4 separate regions of the Zea mays genome follow, and regions 1, 3 and 4 are each linked to region 2. Evidence: chromatin contacts called from public Hi-C data. All regions are on one chromosome and are shown on one strand. The core of a region is the stretch at or near the end of the contact, and the rest is flanking DNA. Distances in the headings are between cores, read along the strand shown. Region 1 overlaps LOC103634374 (aspartic proteinase CDR1). Region 2 holds the start of LOC100274738. Region 3 holds the start of LOC100285472 (zinc finger protein 7). Region 4 holds the start of LOC100281910.

What was found. A called contact is a pair of places that touch in the nucleus more often than the background predicts.
Region 1: a contact with region 2 is called in a Hi-C map of ear, with 3 times the contacts expected there. The contact joins the enhancer-like site here to the promoter of LOC100274738 in region 2. A contact is called at or near these places in 9 of 25 Hi-C or Micro-C datasets (ear, endosperm, leaf and 1 more) and 1 of 3 datasets of contacts at active chromatin or transcription factors (seedling).
Region 3: a contact with region 2 is called in a Hi-C map of endosperm, with 3 times the contacts expected there. The contact joins the promoter of LOC100285472 here to the promoter of LOC100274738 in region 2. A contact is called at or near these places in 11 of 25 Hi-C or Micro-C datasets (bundle sheath, ear, endosperm and 5 more).
Region 4: a Hi-C map of leaf shows a contact between it and region 2, with 8 times the contacts expected there. The contact joins the promoter of LOC100281910 here to the promoter of LOC100274738 in region 2. A contact is called at or near these places in 2 of 25 Hi-C or Micro-C datasets (ear and leaf).

The regions. Positions count from the first base shown.
Region 1 is chr7:171,483,760-171,490,364 of Zm-B73-REFERENCE-NAM-5.0, forward strand. LOC103634374 (aspartic proteinase CDR1) reads right to left here. Exons shown (of 12, transcript XM_020540885.2): 8 at 5,585-5,770; 9 at 4,894-5,015; 10 at 2,781-2,882; 11 at 2,601-2,698. Among protein-coding and RNA genes, the nearest start is that of LOC103633384, 16 kb to the left of the region's middle. Within about 2 kb of position 3,427, at least 6 of the 20 cell types and tissues checked have an H3K27ac peak or open chromatin away from gene starts, as enhancers often do. A contact at or near this core is called in ear, where this site is marked.
Region 2 is chr7:171,626,688-171,634,316 of Zm-B73-REFERENCE-NAM-5.0, forward strand. It overlaps LOC100274738, which reads right to left and starts at 3,425. Exons shown (of 4, transcript NM_001148289.1): 1 at 3,297-3,425; 2 at 205-1,295; 3 at 1-12. The coding sequence starts at 1,273.
Region 3 is chr7:171,792,455-171,799,677 of Zm-B73-REFERENCE-NAM-5.0, forward strand. LOC100285472 (zinc finger protein 7) reads left to right here and starts at 1,603. Exons shown (of 1, transcript NM_001369289.2): 1 at 1,603-2,396. The coding sequence starts at 1,655. The coding sequence ends at 2,191. LOC103633386 reads right to left here and starts at 2,299. Exons shown (of 7, transcript NM_001369288.1): 1 at 1,928-2,299; 2 at 1,740-1,839; 3 at 1,380-1,667; 4 at 850-949; 5 at 598-762; 6 at 235-505; 7 at 1-31. The coding sequence starts at 326. LOC100277790 reads right to left here and starts at 4,737. Exons shown (of 4, transcript NM_001151270.2): 1 at 4,589-4,737; 2 at 4,380-4,485; 3 at 4,163-4,270; 4 at 3,615-4,008. The coding sequence starts at 4,683. The coding sequence ends at 3,907. It overlaps LOC111138522, which reads right to left and starts at 5,615. Exons shown (of 1, transcript NM_001355468.1): 1 at 4,961-5,615. The coding sequence starts at 5,544. The coding sequence ends at 5,275.
Region 4 is chr7:171,395,244-171,402,653 of Zm-B73-REFERENCE-NAM-5.0, forward strand. LOC100281910 reads right to left here and starts at 5,059. Exons shown (of 2, transcript NM_001154829.2): 1 at 4,414-5,059; 2 at 3,286-3,585. The coding sequence starts at 5,028. The coding sequence ends at 3,517. It overlaps LOC103633383 (pentatricopeptide repeat-containing protein), which reads left to right. Exons shown (of 4, transcript XM_035961142.1): 2 at 427-570; 3 at 1,046-1,262; 4 at 1,917-3,294.

The DNA of each region.
Region 1 (6,605 bases), core at 2,177-4,676, 140 kb before region 2:
GCAATCCACCGCGACCCGGGCACGTCCACCCGATGGTGACTCGCCGCGCAGCCGACGTTCTCCGCCCCGTCGACCGGCTGATCCTGGTGGTTGACACAGCTGTCACCCCTCCGGGCGCCTCCCTGGTCCTCTCTTCCGTTCGTGCCGCCCTTGCCGACCCCCACTGGCGTCACGTTATGGAGGAGTACGCGGCCTGCTAGCCAACCACACCTGAGACCTGGTGTCGTGTCCACCAGGCACCAACGTAGTCACCGACAAGTGGCTCTTTCGCCACAATATGACCTTGGACAGCTCCCTCGACCTCTACAAGGCCTGATGGGTCCTCCGGGGCTTCACCCAGCGCCTCGGAGTGGACTACGACGAGACCTTCAACCCCGTTGTCAAGTTTGCCAGTGTTCGAGTCGTCCTCTCCCAGGACTGGACGACCCATCAGCTCGACGTCAAGAACGCCTTCCTCCACGACACTTTGACGATCCATCAGCGTCGACCTCAGGGTCTCTTCCTCCACTAGAACCAGTACGCTGTCGACATCCTAGAGCGGGCTGGCATGTCCGACTGCAAGCCCTGCTCCACGTCTATCGACACTCAAGCGAAGCTCTCTGAGGACGACAGGCCCCCGGTCGCCGACGCGACGTCCTACCAGAGCCTGACCGGCGCGCTCTAGTACCTGACCATCTCTAGGCCCGACATCGCCTACGCCGTCCAGCAGGTGTGCCTGCACATGCACACCCCGCGAGAGCCCCATCTCAGCGCTCTGAAGCGAATCTTGTGCTACCTCCACGGCTCCCTCGACTACGGCCTTCTATTCCGACCCTCCCCGACGTCGGAGCATGTGGTCTACACCGACGCTAATTGGGTTGGTTGTCCCAACACGCGCTGGTCCAATTCCAGATATGTCGTGTTCTTGGGTGCCAACCTCGTCTCCTGGGCCGCCAAGCGGCAGCCCATCATCTCCCACTCTAGCGCAGAGACCGAGTACCGTGTTGTGGCCAACGGCGTGGCAGAGGCCTCCTGGCTGCGCTAGCTGCCCCAAGAGCTTGACAACCCCCTTCAGCGCGCCACCCTCGTCTACTGCGACAACGTCAGCGTGGTCTACCTCTCCACCAATCCCGTGCAGCATCAGTGCACGAAGCACGTGGAGATCGACCCACACTTCATCCGCGAGCGTGTCACTGCCGGTGACATTCGAGTTCTCAGCGTCCCCACTATGCTACAGTTCGCCGACATCTTCACCAAGGGGCTACAGTCGAGTGTACCGATTTTCAATCCAGTCTCAACATCTGTACAAGATAAAGTTCAGAATGCGGAGGGTGTTAGAGTACCCGTTTAGGGTTTAGGGGTTAGCCCCTTTGTAATTACTGTCACACCCTTTTGTAATGGGCCAAGCCCAACATCTATTGATATATACTAGTCCCAACCCTAGTTAGGGTTAGGGTTTCCCAGTCCAACTGCTTCTACAAGTTGTGCTGGAATATTATCAAGTGGGACATCTTGGCCGCCATCTTGTTAATCCAACATGGGTCCCCTGGTAGGCTGTGGCATCTTAATTCAGCATACCTCACTCTCATTCCCAAGCAGGCTATAGTTGCACACCTTGGGGACTTTAGGCCTATTAGCCTGGTGAACAACTTCGCTAAGCTTCTCACAAATATTCTTGCTAATAGGCTGGCACCCCAAATAGACAAATTGGTCAGCACAAATCAAAGTGCCTTCATCTGTGGCGGACCCAGGATTTGAACCTAGGGTAGTCGATGACAAAAAAATGTTGACATTTAACACCGCGGATAATTCGGTACCACATATATTTAGTTTCCATCAGTTCGATACATGGTTAGAAAATAAACAAAATGTCACATAATGATTTAAGTCATCAAATTAAGTTACAAGTTGAATAAATTTGTTTCTTTGGATCTAAACGTTGAGTACTAGTTTGTTTTTTGATCAAATTTCATGGTAGTCGGAGGCCTATCTAAAACACCCCTAGGTCCGCCCCTATCCTTCATACGTGGCAGATATATTCATGACAATTTCCTAATGGTTACTCATAGCGCTCAATGTCCCTAAATGGTGTATCAAAGCTATTGACAAAATAAGGAGTTTTTTATGGAAAGGCATAAGGGAGGCTAGAGGGGGTAACTGTCTTATCGCTTGGGATAAAATTGTTAGACCCGTGGAGCTTGGAGGTCTGGGCGTTCCTGACCTCCTCACTATAAATTGGGCTCTGCAGTTGAGATGGTTGTGGCTCTAGAAGACGGAGCCCTCTAAACCTTGGGCTGGCTCAAACCTCAATATTTCCACAAAAGCTAGAGCCCACTTTCAGTCTGCAGTAACTACCACTATTGGCATTGGAAGGGAGTTTTTCCTTTGATCCAGGTTGAGAGAAGGGAGGAGTTTTTCCATTGAGTTGTTTTAAGTGTGTTCTCAGGCGGGTTTGAGTGTCCTGGGCGTGGTGTTGTGATTGGTGTTGTGTTGGTGTTTGTGTGTGTGTTTCTGGTTCCTGTTTCTGAGTGGGCTTATGCCCCTCATCTATTTTTCTTATCCTTATAATACAATGATACATAGCTCTCCTACGTATTTGAGAAAAAATAAACAGTCCTCACCTTCTTGACAAGGGCTGCACATTCCACTCGAGCAATTGATAATTGCCAAGATTTTCAGGCAACTGAACATGATGCTGAGTTAACCGATAGATGATACCCTGGCATAAATCAATATAATAAATTAATAAGTGAAAAAAACTGAGCCCGAAATAGTTATAATGGTTCAAGAATATATGCTACCATCGCTGTTGCGTTGGACATAGCATTATCAGATCCTGCTGGAAAAATACCCCATTTAATCAGAGTAGAATTTCCTTGGCTCGTAATATTCATAACTCGAACCTGTCAAATTAAATAGCAGCGTCAGCCAAACCATATTGAAGCAATATAAAAACAACTATGTGATAGTGCAGGCTGAAGTAAATGAATGTAGAATACAAACACAGATGTTCTTCAATCTTGACTGAGAAGTGTTAGAGTGTGTGTTCCTATATGTATCCGACTATCCGTAGACGGGGCTGGCACCGCTGCTAGGCTGCCAGCCCATTAGGGTTAGGGTTCCTTGGGTCTCTATATATATGTAATGTAACCTTCTCCTATGCAATACATCAAGCACTTCACAATCTTACATGGTATTAAAAGGCTAGGTTTTCACCCTTCCCTCCCATAGCCGTCGACCACCCAAGCACAGGTCGTCGGCCACCGGCTTCCGCGGCGCCGTCCCCGGGAGGCTCCTCCATCACTCCCGGGGGCAGCCCCCATCCCACACGCCACCAGCCATCTCCTTCCCCTTCCCTGGTTCAACAAGTGCAGAGGATACCTCCCCACAGACCCCTTCACCACCAGCAACAGGGCGTCCCTGCTCCCTTGAGCTCGCGCAGCAGTCTCTCATGGTGTCTTCCTCCCCCTGCTAGAGCCCCTCACCGGGATGCATGGTCGCCGGCCACCATGGACGCGCCCTCCCTCAACTCCGACTCCCCCTGCTTTCTCAAGTCCGAGCTCCCCCTCGCGACAGCGCCGTTCCCCCAGGCCGTCGCGCCTACCACCAGCGGCGGCGTGGCCCTTCTCCCATTCGCCGACGTGGCCGTGTCGCTCCCCTCCGGCCAGACTGCGCCACCGCCCCCTGGCCGCGCTTCCTGTTGCTGGCGTCCGGATCCGCGCTGCCAATGTCGTCTGACCTCGGATCTACGCCGCCGGACCGCGCCGCGCCCGCACCGCCCAACTCCGGCGAGTAGCGGTCCCTGCCAGCGTGCCCCCTGGCCGGCAAGCGCCCATAACGGGCGCGTTGCCGGCGTGCTCTCCCACATCACCAGCCTCCTCACCTACGACATCCTCCCCCTGCGCACCCCCCCCCCCCCCCCGCCCCTGCGCGCCACCTCTGCTCTCTCCAGCGTGGGCCCAGCCCCGACGTGGTCATGGCGGCCCCCTCCTCCAGCAAGCCTTCCCCACATGGTCGCTAGCTGGCGGCGTTCTGCTCTGTCCCTGTGGTTGTTGTCTGCCCTCGCCTGAGACGCCTCGCAGCGCCTTCCTCTCCTTCAAGGCTCTCCCGGCGCCGGCGCCGTATCCCTTGCCAGGTCCGACATAGGCCCCTGCCCGGCTGGACCCGCCCCGTCGCCCTCCCCTTCATCGCCGCCATCGTTGGTTTTATCGTTGTCGCGGTCGGATCCATGTTGTTGTGGCCTTCCCGGCTGGATCCGTTGTCCCTTTGGCCGGATCGTCGTCTTAATGGCTGGATCCGTCACTATGTGGCCTTCCCGACCGGATCCGTATTCTACCGCGGGCGCGGCCACCCTGACCGACGTAGACGCATGCGCTACCGCCGGTCTCCTTGGCGGGGCTCCTCGACGATCGGACGAGAAGAAGCAAGAAGGTCCTTGGCCTGCTGGTGTTCTTTTGTTGCGTCGCCCCGATTGTTGACGCTTGAACGTCGACCCCTAAGAAGAACGAGGCTGCCACTGTGTGTCTCCCGACTTTGGCTACCTCGACATCCAGGGGCTATCATCCACATGGAGTGCACACCGGTCCCTACTCCAGCCGCAACACTCGCACCCTCACGACGCTGCGACTGCGTCGGGGGGGAGGGGGGTCAACCCGTCGGGTCCTACTTTCGGCTTCTGCTCCAGTCTCATCGTTAGTGACTGCGGGAGATGTTAGAGTGTGTGTTCCTATATGTATCCGTAGATGGGCTAGCACCGCTGTTGGGCTGCCGACCCATTAGGGTTAGGGTTCCGTAGGTCTCTCTATATATGTAACCTTCTCCTATGCAATACATCAAGCACTTCACAATCTTACAAGAAGAACCAATTGCATAACTAGCGCAACCAAGTTGTTGCATACTTCTAATTCTTAATACCTGACGAGAGTCAATCTCCAGCTCTTTAGCTATCAGCTCAGCCAGCTCATGGAGATGAGGTTTCAGATTTGGGTAAGTGACATTTATGGACATATCAACGGTGATGAGACCAACATCAAACTCTGCAAGCCAAAGATCAACAAGTATGATAATCATGGCTATCAGTACTGTAAACCAAGAGGGCATTGGCACAGCCGAATGATCATATCCATAACAGTAATGTTTATGTAAAGTACATAAAAATAAAGTGTGCTATTGTTGAAAAAAAAACAACTAAGAAAATATTTACTTGTTGCTTTAGCTTACAGTGATAGGCTGGTTATTAACAAAATCACTATATGCATATAAAATCTGGACCAGGTTATTGTGCAAGCCATAAAGACTGGTGAATGTACCATCAAACTCAAAGAACTAAGTAGGTAACAAAATTTGAGTGAAGCATGGGTTGAATTGAAGCTTAAAGGACCTTTCAGAGAGGCAGGTTGATTGTTTGCCTCATTTAATATAAAACTAAAGCCCTATCAAGCTTCATATTCATAAGTACCAAAACAGCTGCCAATAAAGCAGATCAAAACAAAAAAGATGCTTAACTGATAATTACAAGTGAATATATATAACTAATATCCATGTTTTGTCATTCATCATATAATACATGTGAAACTAATAGAAAATAAAATATTTAGGCACAAACCTGGCAAGCTACTAGGGGAAGGAGCAGGTGACAAATCAGTTTTTGAAATTGTGTCACTTGAAGGGGCTGGTGAAGGAGCATCACCGATATGTAGTCTCTCCCACATCTCTGAACAGTTAGTTTTCCAAAAGCCAATCTTTTCATTGTGACGGTCATAGGTCACAAGTGTATTACGAACAATGATGCCTGCCATTAAGATCATTACTTAGCTACTCAAAATGGCTAAGTTTCTAAATGCATAAAATAATAAAGTGTTGTCATGATCCTGTAATAGAAATACTATTTTTACTACAGCCTTTGAATAAATCAAGAACCTATCATTCAGAGAATTGTGATAGCCAAAGAAACAATATTTAAATAAACAGGCCTCATAGCAACCAAAAGAAATTGTAGACAGGCACATAGTAACAACAGATTCACAGTTTTCTTCACCATTATGGAAGAGAGAGAGAGAGAGAGAGAGTTCTATATCCTAAATCATTTTAGTTTTCAACCACGGCTACCGTTACAGAGAAAGCTACATCTGTTATCTGTAGGCTCAAGTTTTGCAAACAACTACATAAACATAACAAAAATAAAATAAAGAAAGCTAAATATGCCAGGTTATCTGAAATGTAGAATGGATAAATAAATAATACTAGCTTGCTTGTTTCCTTTAGCATGGTATTTGTGTCTCTCATAGCGAAGACTAAGCTTGTCCATCTATGCCAGTCAGATGTTGTGATTCCATCTATGCTTTCAGAAGAGTGTTCTGTTCAGTAGATTGGGAATTGCTCTTCCCCAATGTTCTTCTTCAGAGTACTGCCTCACAAGATTCAGATCATTGTCCTTTACTCCTGGGGCTTAGGGATAATAAATCCGGAAAAAGGCGTTTCCACTTTGAATCCTTCTGGACCAAGCTTGAGGGGTTTCAGGATATTGTCCTTGCTACATGGAACTCTATTGAGACAGCTACATGTCCTTTTAAATCCCTGGAAATGAAATTTCAAGGAACTGCAAAAAGCTTGCAGGCCTGGAGCGA
Region 2 (7,629 bases), core at 2,175-4,674:
CCTCAATGATACCTAGGAACATAAAATGTCAATAGAAAAACTTAAAACACTAATTTCATGCAGTCACTCCATGCTTTGCACTTGAACAAAACAGTAAAGAAGTTTAGTTCCCTAGATGGTTTGGGGGCTTAGTGACAATGAACATCAGCAGCCTGACAAATGAAGGGATTAGAATGCCTTGTGGCATTCTGGGTGGATACCAACCTGGTACTTTCTCATTAAGACCAAGAGAGCGACAGGATACAGCAGTCTGCTTGCGACGAGAGACAGCAACTACGATCTTGCATAGTTCATCTTCGTCAAGCACCGAATCAACATTAAAAGTTGTAAGAAGCTGCAGGAAAGCCTGTGCCTCCAATGAATAGCCATTAGAAGCATCCAGGTCAATCTCAGCTAACTTACTCTTCCACTCTTCGGCAATTTCCTTGGCTTGCTCCTTAATTTCAGAGCTCCAAGGGTCGTCGCCACCAGGCTCCTTCATCCCTAGTGCAGGTGCTATAGCTTCCATTAAAAGAATGCAGCTCTTGCGCTGGACCTCAAGGGCATTATGTTTACTCCCAGGTGAATTAGTTTGGTCTGGTGGGAAGAAACCCTCCAGGGAATTAAGTACGAAGCGTGCAGGATCAGTTGCACATTTTAGTGCAACAGAAAGTTCATCACGAAAGCTAGCAAGTTTTCTACAGTTTTCTGAAAGAAATTTCAGAAGGCCTTTGGTGTCCATCTGTTCACAAAGTTGCTTCAATACAGGGCGCGGCTTAGTCTCAACAGGTAAAGCTTCAGATGCCTCACCCGACCCACTAGCAGGGGTATTCTCCTCTGAAGCACGAGATGCATTGTTGTCATTGATTGAGGTACTTACCTTTTTGTCTTTGCTTCCACTTGCTTCAAGTATCTCAGCAAGCTCCACCTTATATTTTTGTCGAACCTCTGCTAGAGAAGAGACAGCAGCATCCCTTAGCTCCTGAAGCTGATTCAGTGAGGCATGCTCTTTTGTAGAAACTTTAGCCTCTTTCTCTGCAATCAACCTACAAGCTTCAGCTTTCTTTTCTTCTAATGCCTTCTCCTTCTCTACCAGTTCATCAAACTTGCTTCTGTACGACTCATCAAGGCTGAGGAAATGCCCTTCAATATCTTCCCATTTTATGCCATTTTGCAAATGCAGAAATGTTTCGGTGTGAGTTTTTAACTTTCCAAAAACTTCAGCAAGCTGTTCCAGTAACAGCAATGCAGATTCAGAACCACCAGAATTGTTCAAAGTCGCTTCCGTAGACATTTTGCAACAAACCAATAATAATCTGGAATGACACAGGGTAATATACTGTCAGTTGAAGAACAGGTATTGAAAGACAACAAGTACATGTTGTTTCCACTACACAGCAAGGAAAAGGTCAAATAAAGAAAAACAGTGTCGAACTTATAAAGCTAACCAGAGCAGAACAATGGACCATATTTGCCTTTTTTGTTGGGGGAACATAGTTCTTTGTTAGTCACTGGATAAAGCATGATAACTCTAAGTGATAGTAAATGCACTCAGCAAAGATAGAATTCACATAAATTACACAGGTGTGTTTTTCTGAATTTCTCAATTTGACAGTGAGCGGAAAGAAGACCAACCCTACAAACTAGCATGTGTAATGAATCTATAAGGTAATGTTTGGTTCTAGAGCCTATTTGGACGGAGCGGCTCTGTTCCGGATTTTAAGGATAGAATGACTCTGTTCTGTGTTTGGCAGTTAGAATAGAGTCGCTCTATTTTTTGTTTGGTTTCAAGGTGAAGTAGAACGGAGCGGCTCTATCCTATGTTTGGTTCTAGAGTTCAACAAAACAGAACTTTCTATTTAAGTGTGAATTTCTATGAAACTTCAAACAACCAGCTGATTTTCTAAAAAAAGAGAGAGAAAAGGATTAAAGTGCACTATTTATCACTGTTCATCCGAACCTCCCTTATGCCTTTCTTCATTGCCACACACTGAGCAAGGAACCAGTGAGAAGCGAGGCGTTCAGGAGCCGTTAGGTTCGGTCGATTTTGCGGAGCCACCAGATGCAGCATCTACAAGGAATATTCTTAAATTGGAGTGGCTCTATTCTACTTAGAATTGAACCAAACAACCTCACCACTGAAATAGAATGACTCCGTCCTGCTATATTCTTGAACCAAACACTACCTAAAATCCCCCTTCACACCAAGGCCCTGTTTTTCCACTTATAATCGGATAGCGCTGAAAAAAAGCGAGAGTCCCACCAAAAGCTTCAATTATTTTTTATTCTTCGGATTGACGCTTCAGAACTTTGAGCTACCATGAACAAGAATGCAAAAAAAACAGTATGGCGATTATAAGCAGAAAAAACAGGGGCCAAAAAACTGTGTCTCACTGGGCAGTTGGCATCCACTGCTAATCCTAAGAACAAAAAAAAATCGCTAGTAGATGCTGACCTATGTTTTTTCCCTTTATGCTGTAGTAAATTTGCAATTCTGAATTTCTTGTGCCTGAGTTCTTTGAATACTGCCAAGCCAATTGTTCAAAACAGCCAGATTTGACTGATCCAGGATCGATTTTGGGTTCAGTTGAGTTAAACGATATTAGCATCCAATAACAAAGCAAATAAGAAACATACCACCCTAAGTAACCTCTGTTCAGTCAACCCACCTTGTAATGACTAATGATCACACGAAATCAGCCTCACAATCAGCCTAGTCGCTGGATTTCTAACTTTTATAGTATTAGTACATATTTTGAAACATATCGTTTCATACAGAAGATGGTAAAAAACTAACGCATACTATTTTATGCCTGAGGGGTGAGGGCTGTAGGTATCCCTAACGATTTAACATTTGTGAATGTTAAACATATCGTTTCATACAGAAGATGGCAAAAAACTAACTCATACTATTTTATGCCTGAGGGGTGTAGGTATCCCTAACGATTTAACATTTGTGAATGTTAGCGTACACCTCTTTTTATGCGGCGTTCAAAAACTGATCTTTTCGCGAGAATATGCAGGAGAGGTGTGCGTCAATTCGTTAACAAAGAAAATTAGAGATCTGCAACCAAAGACGCACAGTTTGCACAAGAAAAAAGCAACCCGACACAGCACACCAGGATTAGGGCTAAACTGTAAAACAGAGTGAGAGAAGGGAGTAGGGCATGCCAGCGGCGTCAGAGAAGAGTGAGTGAGGCATCTGCTAATGCGCGAGCGCGAGGGCGAGAGAGAGGGAGATACAGTGGCAGCGGGCACGCTGCCTCGCGCGAGAGGGAACAGGCTAGAGATGCATGGGGAGAAAAAGATGGAGGTACCTGCAGGACGCCGCCGCGCCTGTGTCGGAGGACGGGTAGACCGCTGAATCCCTTCGCCGGTGGCGCGACTAGCCCTCTACTGGTCGCCGTCGCCCGCGTGCCGCTGCTAGGGTTAGCCGGTGGGGAGAGGTCGAGACGAGAAGGGGCGGCGTTTGTCGATTGGGGTTGGGGCGGGATCAGGAATGGCTTGCTCGGCGACTGAGGAATCGAGTTGGGTTGGAGTTTTGGGCTGCCTGTTGACCCAGTTTCGAGAGACTCACGTGTTGGGCTGGGCCGTTCCTCTTTGCAAGCCCAGATTGCGATGTCTGAATTTCAGCAAAATACAGATGGTAAGATGCCAAAGCGGATATTAGACCATCCCAACACCTTACTCATACTTATATTCAAACTACACTCTACAAACAATACAATCTACAGTATAAAATAATGCAAAATGTGTTTTTGTGACCATATAGGTGAACTAATGTACATTGCACCTATATGGTCACTAAAAACACCGTTTTGCATCGTTTTACATTGTAGATTACATTGTTTATAGAGTGTGGTTTGAATATAGGTATGAGTATAGGTAAGCTGCTGGAGATGGTCTTATGGGCCTGATTGGTGTGTGTGGCTCAACTTAGGCCCCGTTTAGTAGGCCTCTTTCTATGCTAGATGTCGTTCTGGCTCTGACTTCTTTAAGAAAATAGCTCACTACTTATTTTAAAGAAAAGCTATAGAAAAAGCATCATGTTTGGTTGAAAATATAGCCCTTCATGTAGCTTCTCCTACGATGTAGTGCCGGCAAAGAGAAAACATGGAAGAGGAGCCGATAGAAGCTTCTTTTTCTAGCTCCCGACTCCTGGTGTTTTTCTTGGAGGAGCTTATCCCTCTTTTCTAGGAAGAACCTATCATTTGGTATATTTTTTTCAAGAAGCCATTGAAAGAGCCCTTGAAGGAGCCCTACCAATGGGGCCTTACCCAGCTAAGTCAGACTGAGGTGGGAAGATCACAACTAGAGATAGCAATGGGTACCTTCTACCCGAAATCCGATGGGTTTTTACTCTATTAGGACATGAGTTTGGGCTTCATTTCTTTACCTATGGGTTTGTTAATGGGTTCAAATAGAAATCCAATGGGTTTATTCATGTACTGTCGGTGTTTAGAGTCTGACCGCACACCCATGGTTACCCCTCGCGGTGCTTTTAGGTAGGACAATGTTGTTGAGTGTAACCCAATGGTTCGTGCGAGACGCACGATAAATGCCAACAATTTTTTGCAGGTTCGGGCCACTTGGAGAGGCGTAATACCCTACTTCCTGGTGTGGATCTTTATGTGGTAGGTTACAAGGGAAATCTCCGGGATGAAGAAAAGCTAATGAGATAGGTAGATGGTCGATGGAAATGATGGGGTACCCTATAGGCCTTATATACTCGACCGTTGAGCACTACATGCGTACGTGGTGATTATGTATATCCTAAATAATAATGAACCGACTGAACTGATCTTCCTACAATCTTGCCGACTTATCCCTAATCCGCCCCGATATTCAAGGACGTCTCACGCGTGAGAGCACCTAGAGGGGGGTGAATAGGTGATCCTGTAAAATTCAATACTAAATAGCCACAAGCTTGGTTATAAAGATGTTAGTGCAATAGAACCAAGTGGCTATAGAGCGAGCTCTTGCGAATCACAATAATCACAGAGAAAGACAACACAAGTGACATAGTGGTTTATCCCATGGTTCGGCCAAGTATAACACTTCCCTACCTCCACGTTGTGGCATCCCAATGGACGAGCGTTGCACTCAACCCCTTTCAAGTGATCCGATGATCAACTTGAATACCACGATATTCTTCCTTATAGTTTTCTTCCCGTTTGCGAGGAATCTCCACAAGTTAGAGCCTCTCGCCCTTACAAGATTGATCACAAAGAAAGCACGGAGTAAGGTTGGAAAGAGCAACACACACTAGAATTAAATCCACACCGCAAACACGCACACAAGTGAGAAGATGAGAACAAAAAACACACGCAGGGAGTTTGCAACTCGAAAAGTGCTCCAATCTCAAGAACGATGAACGATTGCGTGAATGTGAGGACTAGAAGTCTTGGAGTGCTTAGAGTGTGCTTCGGTGACTCCTCCATGTGCCTAGGGGTCCCTTTTATAGCCCCAAGGAAGCTAGGAGCCGTTGGAGGCCAACAAGGAAGGCCAAAGTTGCCTTCTGTCGGGTGGTGCACCGGACAGTCCGGTGCACCACCGGACAGTCACTGTAGCATGCCCAGTGCGGATCTCCTTCCTAATTTGGCGCAGATGACAGTTGCAGCGCCGTGGCAGTTGGCGCACCGGACACTGTCCGGTACCCCCTGCCGACCGTTGGCGCGAGCCACGCGTCGCCCGTGGATTGCACGGCCGACCGTTGCGCTGGCGGCCGTTGGCTCACCGAACAGTCTGGTGCACTACCGGACAGTCCGGTGAATTATAGTCGTACGCCGCCAAATTCTCCCGAGAGCGGCCTATTCATCGAAGTCCAGCCTGGCGCGCTGGACACTGTCCGGTGCACCACCGGACAGTCCGGTGTGCCAGACTTAGCAAAGATTTGGCTGCACCGAGCCAAGTCTTTTGCATCTTTTTCCTTTTCTTCTTTTGTCTGTTTCTGGCACTTAGACAAAATACTTTAGTACTCAAAACAATGTACTAAGTCTAGAAACGTACCTCGCTACAAGGTTTGCACCTTTTTGCTTGTTTGGCACACAATATCTCATTCACTATGTGTTGGACACTTAATCACCAAAACATTATAGAAATGGCCCAAGGGCACATTTCCCTTTCATTCTCCCCCTTTTTGGTGATTTATGCCAACACATCAAAAAGCAATGCAAAACATGCAACATCGATTCAAATTGAAGACCAAATTGTTTTTACTCTAATTTGGCATATTTGGATCATTCTTTGCCACCACTTGGTTTGTTTTTGCAAATCAAATTCATTTTTCTATCGCTAAGTCAAACTCACTTGTTTGGGAATAAAGAGAGATATTCCAAAAGTGAAAGTGAACAAGATCCAAAAACTCCCCTTTTTCCCATAATTAAAATTTTCCCCCATAAGAGGCCAAGTTTTTGCAATAAGAGTATTTTGACAAATCAAAAGTTCTAACTCTACTATTTTCAAAATTCCTCAAGTGGTAGCTGACCCATTTGCTTTGGCCTTAATTTCTCCCCCTTTGGCATTAAGCACCAAAACGGGATCATTATTGGCCCTTTAACCCCATTGCCTCACCAAAAATGTCAATTAAGAGCAAAAAGGCAATAGGAGCTTAAGAATGAACTTGGAGGTGAGTACACTAATACCGGAGTGCAGTGGAAGTATTTGCATGGTCCAAGTTCACCTTTCCCTTTCAATTCACCTTTGAGACTACATTAAGTAAACTCAACACAAATGTTAGTCTCAAAGGGTCAAGTTGTAGCACTTCTCCCCCTAAATATGTGCATCACTCACACATGGACTTGTGAGGTCCGGGGATCCCTTGCACAACTTAAGCACCATAAATAAACAACAAATATCATAAATGCATAAAGTAACATGATCAAAGGCATAAAACACATGTATGCTATAAATCAATCCAAGTTACGCGAATCCAAGACATTTAGCTCACTACGCAGCCTGCAAAAGGTTTTCTCATCTAAAGGCTTAGTAAAGATATCGACTAGCTGGTTCTCGGTGCTAATATAGAACACTTGGATATCTCCCTTTTGCTAGTGGTCTCTCAAAAAGTGATGCCGGATGTCTATGTGCTTAGTGCGGCTGTGTTCAACAGGATTATCCACCATGCGGATTGCACTCTTATTGTCACATAGGAGTGGGACTTTGCTCAGATTGTAGCCAAAGTCCAGGAGGGTTTGCCTTATCCAAAGTAGTTGCGCGCAACACTGTCCTGTGGCAACATACTCGGCCTCAGTGGTGGATAGGGCAACGGAGGTTTGTTTCTTAGAACTCCAAGACACCAGGGACCTTCCTAGGAATTGGCACGTCCCTGATGTACTCTTCCTATCAACCTTGCATCCAGCATAATCGGAGTCTGAATATCCAATCAAGTCAAAAGTAGACCCCTTTGGATACCAGATCTCGAAGCAAGGCGTAGCAACTAAATATCTAAGAATCCGCTTAACGGCCACAACGTGACATTCCCTTGGATCGGATTGAAATCTAGCACACATGCATACGCTAAGCATAATATCTGGTCTAATAGCACATAAATAAAGTAATGACCCTATCATAGACCGATATGCCTTTTAATTAACAGACTTACCTCCTTTATTGAGGTCGACATGTCCGTCGGTTCCCATCGGTGTCTTT
Region 3 (7,223 bases), core at 353-2,852, 160 kb after region 2:
GAGGCGAAGGTTCTTGTGTGCAAGAGTAACTCTACGAGACAAATAGAGATTTTTGGTGAAAAATGCCCTCAACCTTTTAAGTTGGCTATCTAAATATGAGCATCTTTTTTTTTAGGTTTCTCGCTAGAAAACGAGAATGACTATTTGGAGATAGGAAAAGTGTTCAAAAGTGAAAACATAAATCGATTTTGCTGCAAATGACGCTCCAAATGATATTTAGATGACAATCGTTACCTGCCCACTGCTGGCTGCCGATAGACAAGGCGTGCTGCTTCCTTGCCGCCGCCTCGTCCGGATCGAGCCCCCGCGGGGGTCCGAGTCACCATTCCACTAGGGGCATATCAGCACCATCCGGCATGATTTTTTCTCTGACAGACAAGTCCCAAAGAGAGCAGCAGGTGTGTGTCTTTCTCGTAGGGTTCCTCCATCAGATCAGAATATAGTTTCGGTTGTCTCTCCCGCTAAAAGGCCAATGCGAACAGTTAAAAGAAGACGCCGTATCCAGCTGCACAGGAAGAAAAAAAAAGCATAATCATTTGCGCTTTGAGTGCGTCACCCACTTGCTTTGCTTCCCAGCAGAAAGCTTCCGTTCTTTACCTCAAGAGTTTGTCCAATGCCAATGGCACGTAGGCTTTGGCTAGAAACAAGTGGCAACGGCACTTGCTTGAAGTCATCTGAAATCCACTCATGTGGTGGACTGGTGGTGCAGTTTGAGAAGGCTGAGCTAAGGCTTTATTGTTAAATAATGCCAAGCGTCCGTGCCTGAGCCTCAAGAGACAAAAGAAGAGCATGAGTGAGAGTTGAGATAAGTTCAAAGATGACTGACAAAGCACTGATAGTCCATAGCACCTCTCAGTAAAGCATGCTACACTACGGGTCAGCTATTCGAATCACCTCGAAAGAAGTTGCTTCAGTCCACCTAAAACTTGATATTTCTTCCGAATAAAGTCTACATGATGCAAAATAAAAACCATTTTAAAAATAAGAGGGCAACAGAAAACTTTGGCATTCCAAGGCGTAGAAGCACTTTTCAAATCTAGCAACCTTGTGTATTATTGCCTTGCTAGAAACTAGAAGATTTCCTGAAAGAAACATGTAAAAAAAAGCGAGAAAACTTATAAGGGCTAGTTTGGAACTCCATTTTCACAAGGGATTCATATTTTTCCAAGAGAAAATAAACTAATTTACCTTGGTAAAATAGAATTCCCTTGCGAAAATGGGGTTCCCAAACTAGCCCTAAGACTTATTTTTCAGTATATATTCCTATACCTATCTCGACAAATACAAATTATAAATGTGAGCAGTAGCTCCCCTGCATGAGGTTTCAGGACTGTACCTGATAGAAATGTATAACGCTACTATCTAGAGCAGGTGCGAACCTGATAGGGAGTGAGCTGGACAGGAAACTGAAGTTTGTTGAAGCCGGTCACTACTGAGTACTGATGACAGGTATACCATCTCGAAGAATAACAAGGACCAACATGTTTGCCACTACTGAAGCTAGCATATCCTCTGGTCCACTTCAAAGTACCGATGGCTCGCCTTTTCTGCTGAATTATTGCTGCCCGCAGACCCCTGCTTCTTTTTATAGCAATAGCAAAGCAGGGGGAGGCACGACAACACAAACTTCAGAAAACCCTCTCTAAACACAGCAATGGAGAGAGTACCTGGAGTGGAAGAGCAGAAGTCAGCAGACCAAGTTAACCAAGCTGGTCTAGCTGATGAGAGTACCACAGTACCGTGGCTGAAGTTGGGTCTTGATGCGCCAAAAAGTGAAGAAGTCAAGCCTCAAGAGGCGAAACCAGTGGCCACTCCACATAGGACTTTCTCCTGCAACTACTGCATGAGAAAGTTTTTCAGTTCGCAGGCTCTCGGTGGGCACCAGAATGCGCACAAGAGGGAGAGGTGTGCAGCAAGAAGGACATACAGACTTCAGATGATGATGGGCCTTCCTCCATCCGCTTCCTTTCTCCAACCTTTGAGAGTGAACTCGCACTCCACGATTCTGAAGGGTCATGGTGAAAGAGCTGCGGTTGCCGTAGCAAGATTCGACGGAGGCCAAATGAGTGGATGGATGCCTTTTGCAGTTGAAGAACCTGGAGGGTTAGTATGGCCAGGGAGCTTCACAGCAAGTTCAGATGAGTCCAAGAAGCAAATGGAGAAAAATCTTGACCTAACCCTGCGCTTGTAAATTAAACTGTAATAAGAAGTAGGTCATCATATGTAACCATTTTCTGAGTCGTGTCATCTTTTTCATAATTTCTGTTCGGTGAACAAATATAGGCTATGCCTCCCCCCTCCCCCCCCCCCCCCCCCAACGGCTGCACTTTATCTGCTCTTACGTTACTTGTAGCAGGTTGAAAGAAGGACGAAAATAAATGTTTATTAGTTACTCTGCATTTTTGTGATAACTACTCCAGTTCGAAAATCATACATTTTGTTTCATTGGTTAAGATTGTTTCACAAGACAAACCATATTCAAGTCATTTGCTTCTTTACAAATAACAAAGATTCACATGTTGTTAAGTCTTACTCATGCAGTTCGGACTGGTGCAGCTGCAATTCATAGAGACAAAACACTATAGAAGTAGTAGAAGCCGGTATGGATTAAAGCAAGCGAACAGACTTACAAATACATGATTATACATTGAGACCTTCAAAGCAGGTACTACTTACAAATACAAGATTGTAATAAAATGATATGACCTGAAATTGTTTCATCAAAGTACAGGTATCACACAGACATAAGATAAGAGACTAAGAGCCATGGACTCTTTACATATAAATGAATCCGTGCAAAGTAATGTGAAAGAATATGAAAAAGAGTGGTAACAAATTGACATATCAATAAAAGTACACATGGAAAGAACAAGAACCCATTCTTTTTCAGTTGAAAAGGAAATGCGTAGCAATGAATCTTTAATGAAAGCATAAGAAGGTGAGGCAATGGTAAATACTTGACAAGAGAGATAATATGACTATCACATCATGATTAAACAGAATTGCAAATAAGAGCACAACAACGCAATGACAAGATCTCCACTGCAGCTCTTCAAAAGATTACATGTAGAGAAACTTTTGGGTAAGCCTCTAAGGTGTTGACTGTGGGATCAGAAACCAATTTCATGGAAACACAAGTTACACAGTTCTCTGAAATGCTATCCCCTTAGAAATCCACCGGTGCTAAAGGTACTAGTTACAAACACATAAAGTTAGCAGCAGTGTTATGGAATTCAGTACATTTGCTACCAAAAGAAAACTCAAAACAGTTCATAACAACAATCAAAATTAGAAGGTATTGTTATAAATGCAATACTTAGCAAATTTGGAGCTATCTTGAACATGTTAAAATATGGCAGACTAAGGATTTCAGTTCTCAAGACACTAAACCAAAGGTATTCAATATCTCAATGCATTAGCTGTCATCCTGATGCCATCCTGTAGAATTCAATTCAGTATTACTTATTGTGGAATATATCTATCCATATGAGGCACAAGTGCCAACATCTTCAAGTTGGAAAAATCTTGGATTTTTCGAACAAATCTCATTGTGCGCTATTATATCTTCTCCCCCCTGTCACTAAAGCATTGCTACAGCAAGACCACATTGAGACTAGAGAAATAACATTATACTTTCAGAAGAGGATATAATACACAGAAGTATATGACACTGTCTCAATAGTGAATGAACAAACCAGTCATCTCAATTCATCAATAGTTTTAAGGACCATGCATACAAAAAGGATTATGATATTGAGCTGATTCTACCATGGGTTCCGGCACATCATTTCCCTATTGTAGTCTGTGTGCGTGACTCCAGTCACGTGCATCAGACTATCAGAGTGGCCGGGTAAGGAGAAGATACAATTCATAAATGTTATGTGCATTACTGAAGTAATCAAAGCTTCATAGAATTACAAGCATATTTGCGAGCTCCTCATCTTTCACTTCAACCTCCTGGTGCTCTCCCACAGCCTCTGCAAGCCGTGCAGCTAACTGGTGCTTACACTGCGAACACCAAAACAATATCCCAAAATTCATCTACTGTTTCAGTAGCAACGAGCTAAAAGCTGACAAATGCTACTCCATCTAGACTTTCCCAAGGTTTGCACAGCTAGAATTTTCTTGTTCAAGATGCGGTAGCTGCAGTAAGGGGACTTACGCTCAGCTGCTCGCCACGCCCGACGACGTCGTAGAAGAATGAGTAGCACGTGCAGAGGTGCTCCGGGAAGCAAAGGTACTCCTCCTTCCTCTTCGACTCCCCCATCACCTGCAGCACAGACATACGCAACGATCAGACAGGTTGTTCGTTAGTTTGGCAGGAACACGAGACATCCGGGGGAATCAGAAGACGAGGAGGGGAGCTGGGGAGACCTTACCAGAAAGACCGAGCGGCCACTGGGCGCGCCGGTGACGCGCCTGACGCCGCGCTCGTCGACGATCTTGCAGGCCCGCAGCATGTTCTTTCCGAACAGCGTCTCGAGGCTGCGGAGAGCGAGAGCATGTCAAGGACTCGAGACTCGAGAGTATCATGCCCGGGGAGAGCGGATACAGCACCGCGTGGGACGAGCGGTCTGAAGTAACTTACATGGATAGGTGCTCGTCGGATGCCCGGCCAGCGGATCTGATCTCCGCCCAGACGGCGTCGGCGACGGCGAGGGAGACGCTGGTGGCGGCGGGCATTGCGCTAGCTAGCTTTTCGACGTTTTGACGCAGAGGACGGCGGAGGGGGCTTCGTATGGAGGCTGACAGGTGGGTCCACGGCCCAAGTTTCCTTTTTTCCCCACCTTTTTTTTTACCATATATAAGACGAGTCGACGAGCCGTATCAAATTTTGGCAGAAACCGAACGGGAAAAGAAGAAAAAAGGAAGCTCATTCCTCCACTCGGGTGTGGGGAACTGAAGTCTTCTGAACTCCAGTCATATGATTAACTTGGTTAGTTCAGATTACAAGAGGAACTGAAAAAAACAGGGATTCACATACATAGAATCTTGAAACTCTTGTGAACTGAGCGAAGACACAGACTTCAGGAAATTTATATACACACGGCACGGTGTAAACTGCCGACGAATTTGTGTTTACAAGCGCTCGAAACGGCAAACCAGCTAGACCAAAATCAGCTACATTTACTCTCGTATACGCAATTAAATTCTCTGAAGTCTGAATACCAAGCCACATTGTGCAGCCAAAAAGCATGCGACCAGAGGTACCGTATGTATAACTAACAGCAGAGGTGGAAGCAGCACGAATGGCAGGCGGCTGACACAGGCGCTTCAGCGGTTGTGGAGGGGGTCCGACGAGTTGGGCACCCTCCGCTCGCTGCCCGTGACGAGGCCTTCCGTCGCCGGGAACCGCCACCACTTCCTTGCCCGCACGTCGAGCGGCGCGCCGGCCGGTGGGCTCGCGTCGGTGGCATTGGCCCCGTCGTCCGTGGCCGTGCTGCCGGCGCCGGACAGTGCGCCGTCGCCTTCTCCGGCGACCAGCGTCAGCAGGAGGAGAGCCAGGAGGAGGAGAAGCCTTCTTTGACTGCCCATCCCATGCATGGAGATGGAGGTGGAGGTGGAGGTGGAGGGGGGGCAGAGAGAGTGGACAGTGTGCGTGCGAGGACTGGAGCTAAGCTGGTGTGTTCTGAATCTTCTTCTGCTGTCCTAATGTAACAGAGCAACAGGACACGGCGAGTCAAAGCTGAAGCAAAAGTTGGAAAGGACTTTTTGTGGCCTAAACAAGGTAGGGCGCTGCTGGCTGGCACACAATCATTTGCAGCTAACCTTTTTACTGCTATGGGGATCAAAATCCTCCTAAACCCTGACCTGAAGCGTTTGCAGCAGCAATTTTAACCGGCCAAATGCAGGAAGAGCGCCGGCTACAAAGGTAAAGCTACTACTACCAGCCTATCAGCTATGGGTGGTGGTGCTATGCCAATCTTCAGTTAGGCCGTCGGCAGCGTTTCAAACTGGGCGTCGTGTAGGTTTACTATTTTTTCCCCTCCTTTCCGAGATGCTTTTTAGGTGTGGAGTGGAGGTTAGTTAGCGTGGAATCGGAGGTTAGCGGCAGATGGGGGAAAAAATGGGAGCAGGTGAAATGGCCCGGGAAACAGGGGACACAGCTTTCCACGAGAGAAAGGCCTCGACGGAGGCTCTAAAGCCTATGCGCGCTGCCGCCTGCTGCCTTGCCGCTGCGCTTCTTTTCCACGGACTCGTCTTGGTTCTAGCGGTCTAGCCGAATGGCCGAAGCGAAGAGAGCGCGGCCGGTAGCGGCGGCTGCGTGCTCCTGCCGTGCCGGCCTCTAGGAGTCCGCACTCAGGTGCGTGCGTGCCCGCCCGCGGCCTCTGCTGTCTCGCGGTCGCGGCTCGCCACCTTTGCACCCGCCGCATGCGTGGGTGGGTGGGACTGTGACAAAGCTGTGACTTGTTTTGGGGCCTTTGAGCACGGGAATCTGGATGGTTGAGTCCTGTCACATTGCTTTGCTGAATCTGATGCCCCTTGGGACGGAAGTGTCGCGCTACGCTGCAGTGGAGTGGGCGGTGGCTGCACTTGTCTTCGAGTATGAAAAACTCATGTGCCTGCACTTTACACAGCATGGTTCTGATTCCGTGCGATTGGATGTCTAAACGTGTGTAGCTAAGCTCGCATGAGTCTTTTTCACTGGGTATGATCAATTTCTACGTATCTGTGGATGCAACCAAATAAGTCTAGATTGCATCGATGCGTATGTGCGTGCCAGTATGTCTAGATACAGTGAACCAAACACAGGTCGAGCCGTGGTCAATACATGTGGAGAGTCTGATTCTTCATATGCGGGCAACCAAACACATTGATTGTGAATTGCTAGGCTAGGGATCCCAAACACTCCCGCTCATCAACTGTGGCCGGAACATGCAGACAAAATTTCAGGGTTTACCGACTCTTAGGAGGAGAGAGGAAAAAGAAAAGGAACTCATATGAATAATGCATAAAAAAATACATAAGCAGCGTATGAACAATAGCTATAGGAGAGAAGTCGTTCATGTAGTTCATAGAACAATAAATAAGCTTAGTAAAGGGCCCTTGAGGAAGTAGAAACTATGGACCGGGAAAACAAAAAACCAAACCCAGCCCAACACGCAACTAGTGCTTCCCATCGGTCAAGATGATATAACCCAGCCCGGTTACACAAAGAGGGCCAGAATCGGACGGGCTTTCAGCCAATAGTGAGCCCAGTAGAAACCCACCAGCCACCGCCC
Region 4 (7,410 bases), core at 3,809-6,308, 230 kb before region 2:
TGCATATTTGTTCACACATAAAATGGTTTGGCGGCTCCTCAAAAAGTGAGATCTGCATGACCCTATGGAGTACCTTGTTACAACTTACAGTATCTTAAATCATGGTCTAGAGTTATTCTCTTATATGAATATTGAATAGCATATGCCTTGTCTGCTCCAAGATAGACCGTTTTTATTAGTGATAGACTGATAGTGTTTGAACTATACAGTGGCATGCTTACAACATTTATATTTTCTACTTTGAAAGTTCCGCACATCTTTAGTTAATGTATGGATTGGGGGACTGCACCACTTAACCTTTGAGTTGACTTTGCTGTAGATCTGTGTTTTCATTTGTGGGATTGTCTGAACTATCATTATTAGGTCTGCATGATTTATTCTATTAACATGTGGTGGTATTTTTCTTCATATCTATTGCATGCGAAGGTTGATTCTTTTCCATGGGAGCTCCGTGTAAACACAGCATGAATATGTTGTTCCCAAAGATAAGTGGCAATGCATCATTTTAAAAAGATGCACATTGGTTTGTAGGCGCAAGCGCAAGAAGCCATGAACCTGTGCGAAGTCAAGGTAAGAGGTTCGGCACTATTGTGTTCTGATTTTATACACTGTACTCATTGGAAGTCCGTTGTTTCGTTTTTCTTGGTGTTATCCTTGTATTACGATTTTCTTCATTTTTTTAAATGGTTTCTCGAATATTTTCATCCTTGTTGCCGAGGATCCCGTTTGGGACGATAGTTGGTTTCCATATTGCCAGCTGGTGCCAGTATGGTTACCGTGAAATCTGAGTGAGAGCACACCGTCCGCATCTTCCATCAGCTGGCACATCGCAAAATTGTATACTGTTTTGCTCTTGGGTGTTGCATTGCATGTATAGTTTTAGCTTGAGCGGTTGATTGGCCATTCGCATACGGTGACAAGGCAGGTAGGCATTAGGTATCGTTTCCCGTGCTGTTCTAAGTTGTGTGAGTAGGCTGCGTTGCTTCTTTGTTTTTGTCTAGCCTTGCTTTCTTTCCATGCCTGTGCATAGTTATTTCTTTTTCAGGTCAGCATTCATTGTACACGTTCCATCTCGTGTACATTGTACTTATTACTCCCCCCTGTCCCCGAAGAATCTCGTGTACTTTGGATTGACCTTAACATGAGCAAGATGAAGTTGGTTTATTTACCGGCCGTTACACCAACGTTTCACTTACATTCGCGTGGTGTGCAGTCAGTATATCGGATGAGGAGTTGAGGACATCAACTTTTTTTTGCGGCAGGTACGTATGTAGTTGGTAATACAGATTACAGTGACTCAGTTAATGTCGATGTACCGGATCATGTGTTCCTTACTTTTGCAATAGTGCTCGATCGTTCCGATCAACTTTTGCGTGCATCTCGAACGAAAGACAAGTGATGTAGTCCCTCCAATTCTTTTTTATTTATCGCGGTTTAGTTTAAAAATGAACTAGATTCAAGAACGGATTTAGTAGTTGGCAAGCATGAAAGTGTTCAGACGTTTTTTCTGCTGGTAAGTTTTTTTAACGCGGCCCATGCTTCGGTTTGCTTTGCGTGCGCAATTGCAACCGAAAGGTAGTCCTGGATCATGCAGTGCCGCGCTGTCCATTGCGTGCTGGCTTGTGCTGCCCCTAGCTCCCTGCTGGTGCCTAGTATTAAACAGTATAGGTTGTCTAGGGGGGCATCTTTGTTGCCGTCTCAGATGATGGCGCTCGAATTCCATGGTGTTGGGCATCTACCCCTCTGGAATCATGAGATCTGCTGCTGGGTTCCAGCTTTCTGGGGTGCCATCTTTTTTTTTGGCTAGGGAATTTTCAGAAAGCAACGAAGCATCTCAGTGAAACGCGACCGATAATAAGCAACTAGAGTTGTTTTGGTCCACGCTGGTGGATGCTGATGACGGGATACGGTTGCAGGCTGCCAAGTTACTGGAGCTGCACACACATCCCCTCTTCGTCGCGGCGGATGAACAATAATGGTCGCCTCGAACGATTTGTTAACGAGGCGCCGACACCGGTGGTCGGGCCATCAATGATTTTGTGTATGGCTCCCGTGACAGAAGGAACGCGCGCACAGGAAGGAAGGGCCGGAGAGACGAGAACCAAGCATCCATCTGATCAGCTGGTAAAGTAAGCGCGGAGTACTATTATCTATCTGCAGACTGCAGGTAGCGTCGCGGAGTCCAGCGCAGGGTGGGTGGGGATCCCGGCGTTCGTGGTACTGTCACGGGCGGGATTCGCATGGATCCGATGTGCCAGGGGGGAGCTGCTCGGACGGACGTCCTGAACAAATGGAGCTGGATCCGATCCAAGTTGCAGCCGAGGACCGCGTGAATCGATCAGTGTCGACAATGGCGGCCCACGGGTTTCCATTTCGGCCGACGTAAATGGGGTGCACCTACACACGCCTCTCCTCGCACCGTGCGTGCATAGACGGCGCTACGACAGCTGCGTTCGGTTGGTTGCGCGTAGTAGTAGTAGGTGAAAAGTCACTGTAGACTCGTAGAGCAGAAATATACTACCTCCGTTTCTTTTTATTAGTCGCTGGATAGTGCAAAATTACACTATCCAGCGACTAATAAAAAGAAACGGAGGGAGTATTAGTATTGTATATGATATGACACGCGTCGTGTGGCGTGGTGACAACCGTCGGCGCTGGCCCGTTGTGCACGCCATCGTTCTCGTATGATTTGGTATGGTGCGGCGCACGAAGAGGCTTGGAATACACGCCTGTTACGCCAGCTATTCGGCTTTTATTATTGGTTTTCTCCAAATTCGTCCCAGTCACCGACTCGCTCACATCACCCGTTTTAAGTGCCTCGATGATGTTTTGCAAGAGAGGAACCGGTGTACCGTGTACGCGTTCAGAAACAAGTAGGGAATAATGGCGAAGTATACGTAGTACCAGCTGCTTCATCACACGCGCCGGCGCTGTAGATAGCAACATCTGCCACCAAGCGGTAGGTGGATCAGATCAGTGTTATTTGGCCGCAAAGGCGCAATATGGCAGATGCATTCCGTAGCCCCGACCGCGAGCGAGCATCGCGACATGTAGCTACAGTGTCTCGTCCAAACAAGCAAAGCAAAAAAGGCAACGCCAATCAACAACAGGCACATCCCAACAAACGCATCCATCTTGCCAGCGGGGTGCCAGGGCGCTCAGGACAGGGACACATGAACAAAGTCGTGTGTGTGGCTCATGCATGGATGGGGACCATACAAACAACGGCAATAAAATAAATATATAAAATAAAGCATCTCAATGGGGTCGCAATATAGTACAGCAAAAAAAAAACAAAAGGAAGATAGAAGAGAAAGAATCCGAGGCGACGGTGGTACGTCCGCACCGCACGTACCACCCGCCACCGAACGTGAGTGGTACTGCACTACAACTACACCGGCCAAGAATACAGCGCGGCGCCGCGCACCGGCTGCATCCGCGTCACCAATTCCTGTCGTCGTCCGTCCCGGCGGTGCGGTGCGGCCGTGCAGGCGCCACCCGCTCGCGCGCCCGTGCCTAGGCGAGCAGGGCCACGAGGCCCAGCGCGGCCGCCATGATTCCGCCTGCCACGGTCCTTCCAGCGCCCTGCAGGTTCACCAAGAACGAGGCCCTCGTCAGTCAGCAACGTAGCCATGTCACGTGACCCTGCCCTGTAGCAGTGTCTGTAGCTAACAGTACAGCTGTATACTACAACAGTTCTACCCTTGCGCCTGTAGCAGTAGTAGTAGTACTACTATTTGTATACTACTTGCATTGTTGCCTGACTTTCTGTGCACATGGGGGCCTACAAGTACCTAATAATAGTTTGATGGTGGTTGATTAGTGCTGGCTGTTATTTTAGTGTGCAAAGATGCTTCCAGAATGCAGGGTTATTTACTGGCTCTGTACTGTAGTACACATACACGCACTGTGTGAATCCCATTTTGCACTGTACGACGTACGTGCTGTACAGTACATGATGCAAGTAATACTTAAATGGTGACAGCCTCAAAATGCCGCATTATTTAACAATGTCCGTGACGCGATGCGCTGAAAGCACATGCGTCCCTGCCCGACATGTCGGTGCAGATCGGATCTACTATATAATTCACGCGCTCATTATGGTCACGGCTCACAGGTTAGGTGCTGCTGCTCGTACCATACAATACAAGACAATCAATTGTCAAATCGATTGAGCGTGAGTGCGCATTCATTCTCAGATAAAGAATTGATGAGTGTGGCCGTAGAATAACGACACGGTCAGATGTGGTTTGGTGCCATTCTAACAACGGTGTTAATTTTCGCTCTTTAATAACATCAAAGCAAAACGAGCAGAGCAGTTGTTGTTTGATGAGAGCACGGAATCGTAATTCAGGCACGCAATCGCAATGGGGTTCAAATGGAAATTGGAAAAAGCAGAGCAGACACACGTACCGCGGTGTCGGCGGCCACGCCATCGCCGACCGGGCCGGGTGCGTCGGCTTCGCTGGCCGAAGGTGCCTTAGCCTTGGAGCGCTTGGTGCTGGTGGGTGCCTCGGCGACGGGGGCTGGAGCCGGGGCCTTGGACTTCTTCTTCTTGTTCTTGGACGACGAGGAGGGCTTCTTCTTCTTCTTGGACGGCGCGGGCGCGGGGACCTCGGCGGGCTTGGTGGGCGGGGAGGCGGGGGCGGGGGCGGGAGGCGAGGCGGCGGGCGGCAGCTCGGCCACCGGCGGGGTGGCCTTGGCCTTGGGCGACGGGGCGGGAGGGGACGCCTTGGGGGCGGACTTGGGCGGCGCCGCGGCGGGTGCCAGGGTGGCCGGGGTAGTGGGCGCCGCAGCGACGGGCGCGGGGGTGGCCGGCGTGGTGGGCGGCGCGGCGGCCGGGGCCAGGGTGGCTGGGGTGGTGGGCGGCGCGGCGGCGGGCGCGGGCGACTTCTTGGTCGGGGTCGCCGGCGGGGTGGTGGCGGCGGCCGGCGCGGCGGCCGGGGCTGTCGTGGACTTCTGCGCTGCGGCTGAGTGCGCGGCCACGAGGCAGAGCAGCACCAGGCAGAGAGCGCCGGCGCGCGCCATTGCTGCTGCTGCGGAGGCGGCGGTGTGCGGCGTGTGCTCTGTTGCTGTGCGCTGCTCCGGGTGCTTCTGGCTCGGCGGTTGGAGTGGCAGAGACGGGTGCAGAGAGAGGGGGGATAAATAGCAGCGGCAGCCGGCAGGGAAAGAAAGCGAAGGGGGAGGCCAGCCAGGAGAAGCGGCGGGAGATGCCGCGGCGGCATTTCACAACTGGCGGTGGGCCCGCGGGACCATGTGGAGGGTACGGGCGCCCGCGCCTGTTGGTGGCACGCGTTCACGTGGGTCGATGGGCCGATGAGTTGTGTTCGTGCTGTGCCTGTGCCTGTGCGGGGCGGGGCACCAACTATGGTTTGTTGTAGGAGGCGGAGCCGCGTTAGTTGGGGCAGTCGGTGCAGCGGACACGCACGCGTCGGGATGCAGCGGCGTCCGAGGCCCAGATAGGACTGGCGGGAGCTGGGCCCGTTGGCCCGTTTGCTGCTCGGACCGAATGGAATCGGAATTAAGACGGCTTTGCTGGTATTATTTGTTAGGGTTTTGTATAAAAAAGTTAGATGATGCAGCCTAGACTAGAAAATCTTCCGGGTTGTTTTTGATCGGTGACCAACTGTAGCTTTGTTTGTATCCGTACTAAGCAAGTTCTTCTGACTGAACTATTGAGAGATTAGATTCTCAGTTTAACATATTATATTTATAAATATTTTTATAGTCAGTGGCCTGCCATGTTTACGCTTTTGTTTTTTAAGAACTATAGACTTCGTATACTCTAAGGCCAATTTCGATCCTTTAAATTGATTCCATTCTTATAGTCCTAATTTAGACACATATCAATTAGACCAGTATAAATTATATGGAATATATTTATATCCTATTGTCCATATATAATTATATACGGTCATCCAGGATCCAATTTTTGAACTACCTGCTCTTGTTCCACCAATAGTGCAAGACACTGTAGTGACAACACATATTGTCAATTCTGCTTTGGCGAAAATGAATGAGCATGAGGAGTCTATCCTTCAAGATCCTATAGAACATCCTCAAATAGTAGATGCCGCAAATGTAGAGGCCCCAAGAAGGCCTCAAATAGTTAGAAGATTAGTTATTTCTAATGATAATGAGGTGTATAACACTTAAGAACTACAAGTGGGGGGATGACCCCACCTCATTTAAAGAAAATGTTAAGAACAATTGTGTATAAAGTTTAAGAATGGAAAGTATATCTTTTGTATTCCTGTATGTGGATGATATCTTACTTGCCAGTAGTGATGTTAGTCTAACAAAGAAGTTTTTGTCCTCAAAATTTGACACGAAATACCTTGATAAAGCGTGCTTTATTTTTGTCATAAAAATTCATCGATATAGAACAAAAGAGGGTATTAGGACTGTCATAAAAGTCATACATAGAATAGGTTTTAAAGAAATTCCGTATGCACAAATGTAGTGCATCACCTGCACTGATAGCCAAGGTGATAGATATGGGGATTTTCAATGCCTCAGGAACCAGTAGTAGCTCAATCAAATGAAAGTGGTTATTTATGCTTCTGTCGTGGGAAGCCTACAATATGCTCAAGTGTGTACGTGCCCTGACTTAGCCTTTGTTACCGAGTTGCTTGACAGATTTCAAAGTAATCTAGAGAATGAACAATGAGAATTGGTAAAGAAAGTCTTACAATATTTGTAAGGCGTGAAAGGCCTCATGATGACATATAGAATAACATATTCATTCTAAATAGTGGGGTACTCATATTCTAACTATGCAGTAGATGATAGAAATTCCATGTCAAGATATGTGTTTACTCTCACAGGAAAAGTTATTTCATGGAAAACCTCAAAACAAACCATGACTACATCGTCCATAATATATATCGAGTTTGTAGCTTGTTATGAGGCCTCGGGGCAGGTGAAATGGTTAGAGCAGTTCATAACCAGTTTAAAGGTGGTTGACATCATACATAAAACACTAACATTATACTGTGATAATAATCAAGCAGTACAACATGCTCACAATAAATAGGTGAAGGGGAAGAATGTTGGACTGATGTCCACCACGATCAGCCAGCGGCCATCTTAGGCCTTTGATCCGCGCCGTGATCGTGGGCGCTTAACCTTACATGGTTGGTGGGGCCCGTCACACTGCGCTATAAATAAATAGGTGGGACCGGCAGATCAAGACACGTCGTTCGCCTGAGCCGCATTTCACGACTATAAAACCCTAACATCCAGGGGCGTATCCAGGGGTGGGGCAATGGGGGCCATGGCCCCACCTCAATTTTTTGTAATCTTTTATACCTAAGTTTAGATATACAATAAAATAATCAAATTTTTATATAGTAAGTTGGACCAATTTAATAAAAACTAGACTTTGATCTAATTTTTCTCGACCCTCCA